Regions from separate parts of the Zea mays genome. Here region 2 is linked to region 1. A link is a contact called in public Hi-C data. All regions are on one chromosome and are shown on one strand. The core of a region is the stretch at or near the end of the contact, and the rest is flanking DNA. Distances in the headings are between cores, read along the strand shown. Region 1 holds the start of LOC100304257. Region 2 holds the start of LOC100193985.

The links. A called contact is a pair of places that touch in the nucleus more often than the background predicts.
Region 2: a contact with region 1 is called in a Hi-C map of tassel, with 2.4 times the contacts expected there. The contact joins the promoter of LOC100193985 here to the promoter of LOC100304257 in region 1. A contact is called at or near these places in 2 of 25 Hi-C or Micro-C datasets (ear and tassel).

The regions. Positions count from the first base shown.
Region 1 is chr4:23,365,184-23,371,414 of Zm-B73-REFERENCE-NAM-5.0, forward strand. It overlaps LOC100304257, which reads right to left and starts at 4,017. Exons shown (of 8, transcript NM_001165700.1): 1 at 3,590-4,017; 2 at 2,310-2,472; 3 at 1,817-2,017; 4 at 1,136-1,378; 5 at 518-665; 6 at 325-390. The coding sequence starts at 3,959. It overlaps LOC100192602 (mtN3-like protein), which reads right to left. Exons shown (of 6, transcript NM_001137817.1): 6 at 5,620-6,204. The coding sequence ends at 5,905.
Region 2 is chr4:23,806,609-23,812,839 of Zm-B73-REFERENCE-NAM-5.0, forward strand. LOC100193985 reads left to right here and starts at 3,227. Exons shown (of 1, transcript NM_001139051.1): 1 at 3,227-4,496. The coding sequence starts at 3,584. The coding sequence ends at 4,210.

The DNA.
Region 1 (6,231 bases), core at 2,767-5,266:
AGAGATTGGTTTGATAATGATCTTGCTTGATTTATTCCCTGCTGTCATGCGGCTTATAAATAGCCCTATGGCTAACCAACTTCTCCTACAAACTCTCAACTAACTCCTACTTTCTTGGACTTATCTGATGCTAACCAACTCTCCACAATTCTCTCATTTCAATCTTATTCTCTAACCTTATCCCAGCTCATCTCAATCTTATTCTCTAGCCTTATCCCAGCCTGGTTGTTGCCTCTCGCACCCTATTATGCCCATGACAGATTCCAACAAGGGTCAGAACTAAGAAAGGGCCATGAGATGATGAGAGTGAAAAGTGAATAATACCTTATCATTTCCAACAATCTCCAGACTAGAAGTCTTGGCAAACAATTTGTAATCAAAATTAAGTACCTGAAAACAATTGCAGAATCAACATCCAACTTCCTAATATTTCAAGAAATACATAATCAGTCTCCATAGTGCTTGAAATACAATGCTAAGTTCACCCTGTAGTATTCAATTCAACCTAGCAGCTAACCTCTGCAAACTCACTGATGTCTGACTTTATCTCCTTCACAAATGCTGGTGTGTCTGAGACCAAGGCCACCAGAGCTGTACCCTTAATATGGCTAAACTGTAGGGCTTTCTTGATACAAAGAACTGCAGCTTTTCTTGCTCGGACTGGCCTAGAGTAATAATAGGAGTTAACCTTCAACTGTTCAAAACATATGATGTATTCTAAAATGTAGGTGTGTTAGCCAACTATCGCCTCATTACTAATTAGCTCTTTAGCTCGCCTTTGCACAACACTGAGTGCTGCTAACAGATTATTTGCATGATACATGTGGTGGACATTCTGAAAATGAAAGATATTGAGTAAATATTGAAAATTTGAAATTGACTATTACTGTTTCAAACTTAAGTTTGAAGATTATATTACGGAAATAAAAGAAATATGCAAAGCTATCTTGGGTTACATTAACAATTTCAGCTACAAAGAAGCATTTTCAGTGACTACTGATGAACGAGATAAGTAGGCAAGTGAAATTGCATGATGTCAATATTCTACTACACTGCAGTTTTCCTTTTTGAACTGATGGGACAATCTATATAATTACTTCAATTTACACAAGCATCCACAAATAGTGCGCCATACCTATTCGCCATCATGCGCATGTGCAAAACAATATCTGGATTCACACCCTTCAAAGCCCAGTCAACTGCTTCTTGGACTTTGCTGGATGGAGATATAATAGCTCGCATAAGTTCACCAAATGTATTAGGCCTGGCGTACAATGAGTCTGGCAATCCAAAAAGAGCCGACGCGGCAGCCTTCATTCTAGGATGAACATTCTTCAGAAAGAACTGAATCCCAACTGCATCTGTTGCGCCATCAAACCTAGAATCGTGAATAAGTAGCACCATTCAGCATGCTTTTTACACATGGCTTTTGTATGAAAACTAAGGGCTCAAGAAAAGAAAGCAAATGAACTACTAATGTGTAAAGAACTGAATAAACAAGAAAGAATAAATGTACTACAACAAATGATTAGTTACATAAGAAATGCACACTAACAGAAATGACTGCTTAGTGGTCACCTAAGGCTTAAGAAATAAAAATTTAACCTTCGCGAACTTGTTCTCTAAACACTAAGCCTTGTGTAAGTGCAAGATGTGTCAGATATCTTCATCATCTAGTGTGCCTCTGGAGTAAATTAGGAAAGTTATCACCATTATTATTTTCTGCCCTTCTTCCAATCAATAACATATGCAGGTCATGCCAAGAGAAATATTGTAAAACGTAAAACTTATTCTAGGCTGTAACTGTAATACTAACCAGATAATTGAATCCTTCCAGCTATTCCAGTCACTACACAGAACATTCGTCTCAGTTGGATTTTCAAAAATATCCACTCTGATATTCAGATCTCTACCATATGTCCTAGCACAGCGATGCTTCCTCCACAAATGTTTGATTTCATGAATAGTGAATGACTGGTTGGTATAAGAAATGTACTCCCCAAAAGGATACAGTCCCCTGTTTGTTAGAGAAGAACAAAAATTTGTAAGTGGATAATGAATATTAATCACCACTGCTATTGAACTACAGAATCTATTTATCAGGGGTTCACAGCCATGATAATACGCAACAATTCACAATTAAACATCCTGTAAAAATTAACAATATATAAGCAACATAAAGTTTGAAGAATGTTTGGCAACAACAACAGGAAAAGAAGCAAATTCATAGAACTCAATGCTTCCGACCAATCGCATAATAGTCAAATCAAAGATACACATGAAAAGTAGCAGAGTGTAAATCCATATGCCTTGTTTGCCCGATGATCAAAGATCGGTTTAACATGACACTCAAGGCTCCCGCTGTTAAGATCTTGTACATTTCATTGCCAAATCCAGCTTCAGATGCTTTCCCCAACACAAATCCTTGTTTGCAGAATTCATGGGCAGGAAGCATTCTCACTCTTTCTGCTCCTGGCAAGTTAATTGAAGATGTAAACGTTGGGCTCCTGTGCATAACTACAAAGTGCAATTCTCCATGCAAATCTATTGGATACATCACAGTTGACTTATGACTGAACTATGTGATGCACATGTTAATTTACACTTCGTAAGCATGTGATGGGCCACAAACATGATAGCTTTTAATTTGTGTCTCTCTCCTGAACAAGTTTGTATCATGTGAATAGAAATTTTGTTGAATCAAGTAAACCAATGCTTCAAACAATTCAATAAACAGTGGTAGAAGATAGGCGGCCAACTTTCAATTTTGTATAAAAAAAATCATATACTGATTGTTCTGTTTATTAGTTGTTGATGTTCACAGCAACACTATATTGTGACAGGAAGCCCAATGAGTAATAAAGAACCTATGTAGACACTGCAGTTACAAATGGATATACTGGTGCATAATGTAGAAGAATGACAGTGGATATGTACCAAAATTCAGTTTGGTTCAAGGTTCTGTAATACACAAATACACAATCCTAATGTGATTTGCTAGAAACAACCACATGTAGTGGGGCGAATGATGGCAGCAAGTAGTTATGAGAACATACTTCGAGCAATGTCAATTTCTGCCACCGCCAGCAACATAAAAACTTGAGAAGTTCATAAGGGGCAATCAACTAATGTGAATTGCCAACCTATCAGGCGCTTTTCAGGCTAGTCCCCAATTCATTCCTAAATGGAGTGTTTGGATGAGCTAGAGCCAGTTACTAGTTAGGCTAAAAAATAGCTCAAAATAGACCAGGTTAGCTATCTAGATGGCTAACAATTAGTTGAACACTTGTCTAACAAATTAGCTCGCCTATTAGCCATTTAGCCCTCATGTTTGGATGCACTAGAGCTAATTTGGGCTAATGTATAGTTAGCTATAGTCATTAGCCCTTATAACAAAATAAGCCCTGTGTTGATAGCGTATGCCATCAAACTAGCCGGTTTATGGATCATATTCTAATCCACATATTGGTCCAAAAAAATATTCTAATTCACATATACATAGCATGGCTAACAAACCATGGAGCATTTACAGGGGAATAAAAACAGAGATCAAAATCGAGGAGACATCCTCTTCGTGACCGGAACGCACCGTGGAGCTCGAAGTGGCGCCGGATCATCTCGCGGACCCGCAGGCTGGCCTGCTCCGGAGAGCCCCGCCCAGCACCAGCGGCCTCCTCCCCCATCATCTCCACCGTTGCGCACGTGGCCCTGTCAACAACTACCGCAGGGTCACTGGCATCCGGATCCCGCTCCGCGGGAGGCGAGTCGTCGAGGAGCTCGTCTGAGGAGTCGCGGGCGTGGGACGCGGCGGAAGGGTTTGGGCGTTTAGGACCGTGGTGGTGCTGGAGTACGAGGAGGATGAGGGCCGCAGCGGAGAAGGCGGCCAAGAGGAGGGCTCGCTGAAGGAGACGCGATGACGAGCGGCCCCCGCGCCGCCATCTCATGGGTGCCGGCGGCATGGGAATGGCCGGCTGCGCGGGACTGCGGTACTGGCCTCCTGGGCTGGAACGAGCACCGGTGCGGCGGTGCCCTGTTCTGGACTGCAATACTGCCGCAATACTGTGCTGGAGCGAGCGCGCATTGGTCCGGTGTTGATTTTTTTTCTTTTTTATGTTTTTGAAAATATATAGAGGAGAGGAATAAATTGCTATGCGTATGTATCTGTCATAACCATTAAATTTAAATAGTTACATACATATTTTAGTTTTATTTAATATATCATTTAAAATGTAAATATATAAATATATTTTTTTCTTTGATCCGGGAATCCTAGAAATGATTTAAGTTTCTAAACTAGCCCTGCATTTTTGGGATTGCTACCCTGAGTAATAAGAGTATCACAAAAAGCTCTCTAGAAAATGACTCTTCAAAATCCGTTTTAACCGGCATCTAAAAAATTAGTGAGGGTAGATTTTAATTCTCTCTCCAACAGATCCCTTAAAGTGGCATATTGTTTCTGGGGAGCCCAAAAAACCTCTCATTTGTAGCTACAAATGAGGAAGTTTTAAGAGCTATGAAAAAAGTTTGGAACGTTTTAGGGGAACTGTTGGATATACGTTTTTGTATTTTTTCCAAAAAACTTTATTTAGAAGAGACTTATGGTAAGCTTTTGGGGATGCTATAACAAGGATTTTATTATGATTTGATTTTCTAAACTAGTCCTAAAGACTTGTTTGAATGTATAAGGAGTTAAGGGTTGGAGTGGATGAGCGACATATAATGGCCCTGTTTGTTTCGGATTCTAGCAGCTTCTGGCCACTAAAAACTGCTGCGGACTGCCAAACGCTCAGCTTTTCAGCCAGCTTCTATAAAATTCGTTGGGACAAAAACCATCCAAAATCAATATAAACACATAATCGGTTAAGTCGTTGTAATAGTAGGAATCCATCACTTTGTAGATCCTGAGTCCTATGAACAACTTCATCTTCTTCCACACGTAATCGTAATGATACTCAGATTCTCCCCACAGCCAGATTCTCCTCACAGCCAGATTTTCAGAAAAGCTGGTCAGAAAAAAGCTGAACCAAACAGGCCCATTGTCTAACCTGGGAAAGCCCACGGCAGTTTGGAGTTTTGGCCCGAAAGAAATGCACAAAAGGCGAAAAGGGACGTTGCTCCTAATAAGGCTGTCTAGTAGAGAGTTTTCTAGCATGATCTTTTAAAACTGCCATGCTATCTATAACAAAATGAAAAAATAAACGAAACACTCTTTTTTAATGAAAAGTTTCATTTTAGAATTTGTAGATATATAATTCCATGACCCATATATAGTCGATAATAATTGTGCTAGCTAAGACAGTTTGATCTCCATGACACTCACTTGTTCTCTTTTTTAAAAAAACGTTTTCACTTCATCAAAAAGGTTCTTGAGACAACTCATTAAATAGAAATAAAACTTGCACTTAGACCGGTCTAATCATTATCATCCCTAAACTGTGAAAGTGTACGGAGGTCCACACATAGGGTTTCAAATCATAGATCTTTTAAAAGTTTCAAAAAGGTGTCAGATGTCTTATGATCAGGCACACGGTAAAAAAAATGAAACTTACGCGTGTGATATACTAGATATACAACATAACATAATTAATGAGACTCGGCTCCAAATGACAGACGAAGCACTTTGGCATAAAAACGAACTTTAGCTTTTGCTTTAATAGGACCATTTATATATATTTTTTTTGTTATTACATGGAAGGTGACGGACACACTAATAATAATCGGAGGCAAGAACTACAACAATGACAATCTAAAATTAATACATGCGCATATTGCGCGAGAACGAAATGAAACAACATGAGTTGCCAAACTGCATGCGCACTTAATTTATGTTATGTTACGACCTACCGGATACACATACATACGCATGTTCTTCTTCATGAATTCTGATCTGATCGAGCGAGGAATCTAGACTTGCTCGGCGTCGCTGCGTCCCGCGCCGTTCTCCGCCGGCTTGGCGGCGCCCTTGGCTGCTTCCTCCGGGTGGCCGTCGTGGACCTTGACAAGATCCTCCGCCACGGCAGCTGCAGGTGCCGTCGTCGCCGCGGTCAGCTTGGCAATGGTGACCACCACATGTTCGCCGGGCGCCTTGTCCTTGCTGGCGTCGTCGGCCACGTCCTTGGCAGGCACCCTGGGCGTCGCGTTGCGGTAGAGCGCGTAGAGACCCATCTGGACCACGCCGAAGCTGAAGCCGATGACGTTTGGCAGCTGATGAGGACGCAAACAAAATAGAAA
Region 2 (6,231 bases), core at 1,977-4,476, 440 kb after region 1:
CGATCTCGCCTCGCCCGAGCCCAGCCTCGGGCAAAGGTAGCCGACCCCGGAGGATCCACGTCTCGCCCGAGGGCCCCCTCAAGCAACGGGCACACCTTCGGCTCGCCCGAGGCCCAGTCTTCGCAGAGAAGCAACCTTGGCCAGATCGCCATGCCAACCAACCGTATCGCAGGAGCATTTAATGCAAGGATCGCCTGACACCTTATCCTGACGCGCGCTCTTGAGTCGACAGAGCCGAAGTGACCGTAGTCACTTCGCCGCTCCACTGACCGGCCTGACAAGAGAACAGCGCCGCCTGCGTCGCTCCGACTGCTGTGCCACTCGACAGAGTGAGGCTGACAGCAGCTAAGTCCAGCCTCGGGCGCCCTAGGAAGCTCTGCCTCGCCCGACCCAGGGCACGGACTCAGCCTCGGCTCCGGAAGACGACGAACTCCGCTTCGCCCGACCGCAGGGCTCGGACTCAGCCTCGGCTCCGGAAGACGACGAACTCCGCCTCGCCCGACCCTAGGGCTCGGACTCAGCCTCGGCTCCGGAAGACGACGAACTCCGCCTCGCCTGACCCCAGGGCTCGGACTCAGCCTCGGCTCCGGAAGACGACGAACTCCGCCTCGCCCGATCCCAGGGCTCCGGAAGACGGTCTCTGCCTCACCCGACCCGAGGCTCGGACTCGACCTCGACCTCGGAGGAACCTCCGCCTTGCCCGACCTAGGGCTCGGACCGACCACGTCACAAGAGGGGCCATCATTACCCTACCTCTAGCTAGCTCAGGCTACGGGGAAAAAGACCGGCGTCCCATCTAGCTCGTCCCGGTAAACAAATAATGATGGCACCCCGCGTGCTCCATGACGACGGCGGCTCTCAGCCCCTTACGGAAGCAAGGAGACGTCAGCAAGGACTCAACAGCCCCGACAGCTGTCCTTCCGCAAGGCTCCAGCGCTCCTCCGAAGGCCACGACATCACATGAACAGGGTGCAAAAACCTCTCTGGCTGCCACGACGGCATGTACTTAGGGCTCTAGCTCCTCTCTGCTAGACACGTTAGCACACTGCTACATCCCCCATTGTACACCTGGGCCCTCTCCTTACGCCTATAAAAGGAAGGTCCAGGGCTCTCGTACGGGAGGGTTGGCCGCGCGGGAGAACGGGCCGACGCGTAAGTCTCTCGCTCTCTCTCCCACGCGGACGCTTGTAACCCCCTACTGCAAGCGCACCCGACCTGGACGCAGGACAACACGAAGGTTGCGGGTTTCCCCTTTTTGCCTGTCTCCTTCCCCCCTTCGTGCTCCGTCTCGTGCCGACCTATCTGGGCTGGGACACGCGGCGACAGTTTACTCGTCGGTCCAGGGATCCCCCGGGGTCGAAACGCCGACAATATATAACATACATTAAGTGTGGTATGAAACCATTAAAAAGGCAAAACAAATTTTAACTTGGGACAAATAGAGTATTTTTAGCATTCTCATTACTTTATCTTAGGATGTAGGATGCCACTGGTGTGTGCGCGTAGCGCTAGATATCGAGTCAGCTCGGCTCGACTAAACTCGAACTGACTCGTTAAGTTAACAAGCTGGTTCAGCTGGTTAAGAAACCGAGCCAGAGAATTATCTCGGCTCAGCTCGTTGGTGGGCTCGAGCTGGCTTGTTTAGATCGTGAGCCACAACAAAAAAAATAATATGCATATATATACAACAATATAATCAATTTTTCATTAATTCTAGATTAATTTGACGCTAGAAAAGAGTAATAGTACTCATAATTTCATATATCACATCAATTCAACATCAAATTAACGCATACCATCACTTATTAGTTTATCTAATATAAGTGTAGGTTTTGTTTTGCTGACAAACGCTAACTCGTTCGATCTGACATGCTAGCTTAGCTCGTGACAAAATTGTAACAAGTCAAGTTAAACCGAACTGAGCTAACCACGAGCAACGCGAGTTGACGAACAAGTATTTATATTTTATCTAGCACTATGGGTGCTCTTGTTTTTTTCCTTGTTGTGATTATAGATCCTACGAAGTGTCCAATAACGGGTGGTGGTCCAGATGAAGCAGGGAGAAGCTTTGTGGACGAACGCCAAGATACGAAAGCCCGTTAAGAGTTAGGTTGGCAACCATATTTTTTAAAAGCATTTGCATTTTACTAAAAGAAATTAGTTTATTTTCTCTTTTGCAGGGCGTTTGGAACCCTTTATTTTAGAGGAATTGAAATTCACTCAATAAAGTAACTTATTTAGTTTGGAATTTAACATTCCACCACTTTCCAAAGTTTATAAGTCTATCTCAAATTCATAGGTTAGAGGATCGGAAATGATTTTATGCACTAGTAGAATTTGTTTCTACTCTATAACTTATATGAAACTCTTCGTATCACTTCTCTATAGTAAAAATGTAGCACATAAATATCTCCGGCATCTTGCTAATAATATAATACAAATATATTTTACATAAAACTGAATTAGCTTAATTAATATATGCCTAAATTACTATTAATAGATTGGAATTCAATTCTAATGATCCAACGGGATGTTGGGGAAATAAGAATCTCTTGGAAAAATAGAGTTGTCAAACTAGCTCTAAAGAAGCTCGTTCCAAAGTTTGACAATTCTGGAAAGCTTCAATTTTTGTATTTGAGGAAACTTTGAACTCGGTAGGTAGAGTAGCCCCAAAACTAGGTTTTTCTTTAGCCGGGCCGGACCTGAGCATAACTTGACACGGTCTCCGACACAAAAAAAACTTTACTATGTGTTCTACATTACAGAGAATGATTTTTTCATCAGTGAACCTTGAATAGCTGGTTAGTGAGTAGGGCTTTTTCTTTGTTTCTTTACCCCCATGTTGGGCCATTTTCTGTACCTACTGTACAAAGGTGACCCCCGGCACATCTGGCAACAGGAGCCCAGGTAAGGCCCATGTCGTGGCATGGATGCGCAATGAAGTGAAAGTGAAACTGCTGCAGGGGTTGCGTTGCGGTGATGTTGCAGGCTGCGGGGACATCCGCCGCCGCCTCTACTGGCTACAGCACGTGGTACTGTGGTAGAAATCGTCACGGCTACCGGCTACAGTCCTCCGAGCTAATTTCCTTATTATGAAAGCGGCAAGGAAACGCGGCTTCCTAGCGCATCCACGTTAGAGCATTTTTCTACAGCCGCATGATCTCAATTGAATGGTCACGATCTCAATAAGACATACGACAGATCTCCAGATAGAGTAACTCCTCCAGATCCAACAGGGAATTCTAGACGCCGCCGGAAGGCACGAGGGGGCGGGGCGACGAGGGTATGGTCTCCTCCATCGCCTCCCTCCCTGCACGGAGCATTCCAGACGCCGCCTGAAGCCACGAAGAGGCCAACACGAGGAGGGTATGGTATCCTCCATCGCCTCCCTCCATCTCGCCCCCGAGGCGAATCGAGAGGCCTCGGTCCCCGCTAGTCCGGCGAGATCCGAGCGCGGCCAAATCGAGTCGGGATTCGTGGTAGCTGCAGCTCAGCGAGGCAAGATCCGGACGGCGAGCCGAGGAATCCACGCAGCGGCTAGCTCCAATAAACCCATGGCGCCACTGGCACGTGTTCTCCACTGATGGTGGACACCTCCACCTCCCCCAATTCCGCCGCTGCCGGCGGCGGCACCATCATCGACGACCTCCACGGCTTCCTCCGCCACGGTCTACACACCCACTCCTCCGTCCTCTGCGCCCACGCCTTCCTCTTCCGCCGTGGCCTCCTCCTCGGCCACCCCGTCCCCGCCGGCCTCCTCATCGCCTCCGCCTGCTCCGCCGCCTCAACGCCCGCTCACATCCTCCGCCTCATTCGCCACCTACCTCCTCCCCTACCGCTCTTCTCCCTCGATGCTGCACTCCGCGCCCTAAGCCCTCGCATCCCTTTCTCCGCCCTCCTCTCCCTCTTCGCGGCCCTCCTCCGCTCCCACCACCCGCTATTCCCCGACCACTTCTCCTTCCCGCCTCTCCTCTCTGCTGCCGCCTCTGCCACCTCTCCACGGGCAGCTCCTCCGCCGCGGCCTCCTCTTCTCTTCGCCGCCCCACGCTGCCAACGCCCTCTTCCACTTTTATGCCACTGCCGGCGGCATCTTGTCCGCCCGCTACCTGTTCGACGAAATGCCATTCAGGGACATCGCGTCCTGCAACACCCTGATGACGGCCTTAGCCAGAACACCCGGTGGCTTGGATGTCGCACGCCAGGTTTTTGAGGGAATGCACTTGAGAAATGTGGTGTCATGGAACGTCATGATTAACGGATACGTCAAGGCGAATCAGCCTGACAACCTGTGCGTTTTTGCGTCGTTTTGAGGATGATAACCTGTTGGGGCAGCCACATCATGTGCTAGCTCCAATCGAACGAACGAGCAAAGCAAGGGGGATAAGAACAAGCGAGCGAGCGAGCGAACGGACAGAAGTGGTAAGTCGGGCAAAAGCGGCGGGTCCCGGGATTTGATGAAAAAAAAACAACGGACAGAAGGGGGATTTGATTTGATGAAAAAAAACAACGCGCGCAAGGCGCGCATCAAACACTAGTAAGTGACAGCCGAGAACAGAATCCACAATCCAGGGCAAGCACGTGGTCTGGCTTAGAGATCGATTCGAGATCCTTTATCATATTTTAATTCAAATTCTATTACGAATACTATCAGATACGAATAGAAAACGGATAGTTCGAATTCAAATTTAGATTTAGATACTTACTTAATTTAGAACATAACATCATAACAAGTATTAATTTATTTTCTCGATAAATTTATAATTGGTAAAAATTATATTACAAGCAAATTATGAACAATATTACATATACATTATTTAGTTGAAACTTAGTTGAATATCATATTTAAAATAAATTATTTATACCTGGTATATTTATATTTTGGACTCTAAATATAATCTTTTTGTATATTAAGTATATTTGTATTTTGGACTCTAAAAACTCTAATAATCTAATGTATTCAAAATTAGACTTTTAAATATTAATTAAAATTTATCATTGTATATCACTAGTAATATAAGATTAACACAATCATTTATTTATGGTATAAATATTTTTTACATTTCAAATGGTGTACATCAATTTTTAGTACATTATTTAATGTTTAAAATCACTTATAATTAGTAATTAGTAATAAAAGTATGTTTAAATTGATTTTATAGAATATTTTTTCCTTTCAGATACGAATAATAATTCGGATCTCCAGACATCTGAATCCATCCTTGGTCTCGCTCGCTGATGCCACACGCCGTAACACATGGCAATAGGTAAATACTCACCAGGTATTACTATCCCATACTTATACTCACGACAAAAAATAACTCTATCAGGTCACCCATATACATTGGTGGGTATGGATTTACCCCATACCCATACCCATGTGGGTATATGTAACCCGTAACCCAAAGATTAAACATCTATCAAAATGGTATATTATACAAATGTCAAGTATATCCATCCAAATACTATTACAAAATTTCTAACATCATTTCTACTGTATGATCAACTCTATCTGTATAGGGTATCGGTTAGAGTTCATTGCTGCGGATAGCCTAAAAGCCTATAAGCGCTAACAACGCCACCGGTTACGGTAAGAGAACTTTAATAATATAGTAGTTAGCTCTTCGATATTAATACTGGACTTCACTTATCTCTCTCAAAGTTTTTTTTGTTAAACCAGCTACGAGTTTAAAGCCCGTTTTTTCTATCTCTTCTCTGTTGTCTCCTCGACCTCCGCATTTATCCTGCTTTTACCCTATTATTATACTTGCTCCCAGAGCTTCACCGACAGGGTCGTCGAAGCAACTGTTAACGCACAAGCCTAGCAAGATTGAAGACCCGGATCCCGGCCTTGCTTGCAAGCAAAAGGCTACAACTGCATTGTAGTCCCTCCAGATCCTTCCTGTCAGTCTGTCACATACCAAAGTAAATTTATAGGCTTTCACCAACCTCTATTATATCTAGGGATGAAATGGTAATCCAAAACAATTCTATATTTTAAAATATATATATATATATAAATAGATGTGTATAAATTTTGATGAAGATTATTTCTTATGTTATCAAACAAATTACCGAATTTTGCATAAATTACTTTATGCGTTATTTGTTCCCTACAACAAAAAATGATGAAAAAGTTACTAAATTTGTTTTTCGAATTTATACTGAATTTTATATTTATCATTAGAGAAAATATAGGATGAGTTTGAGATTTACTTTTATGAATATTTATAA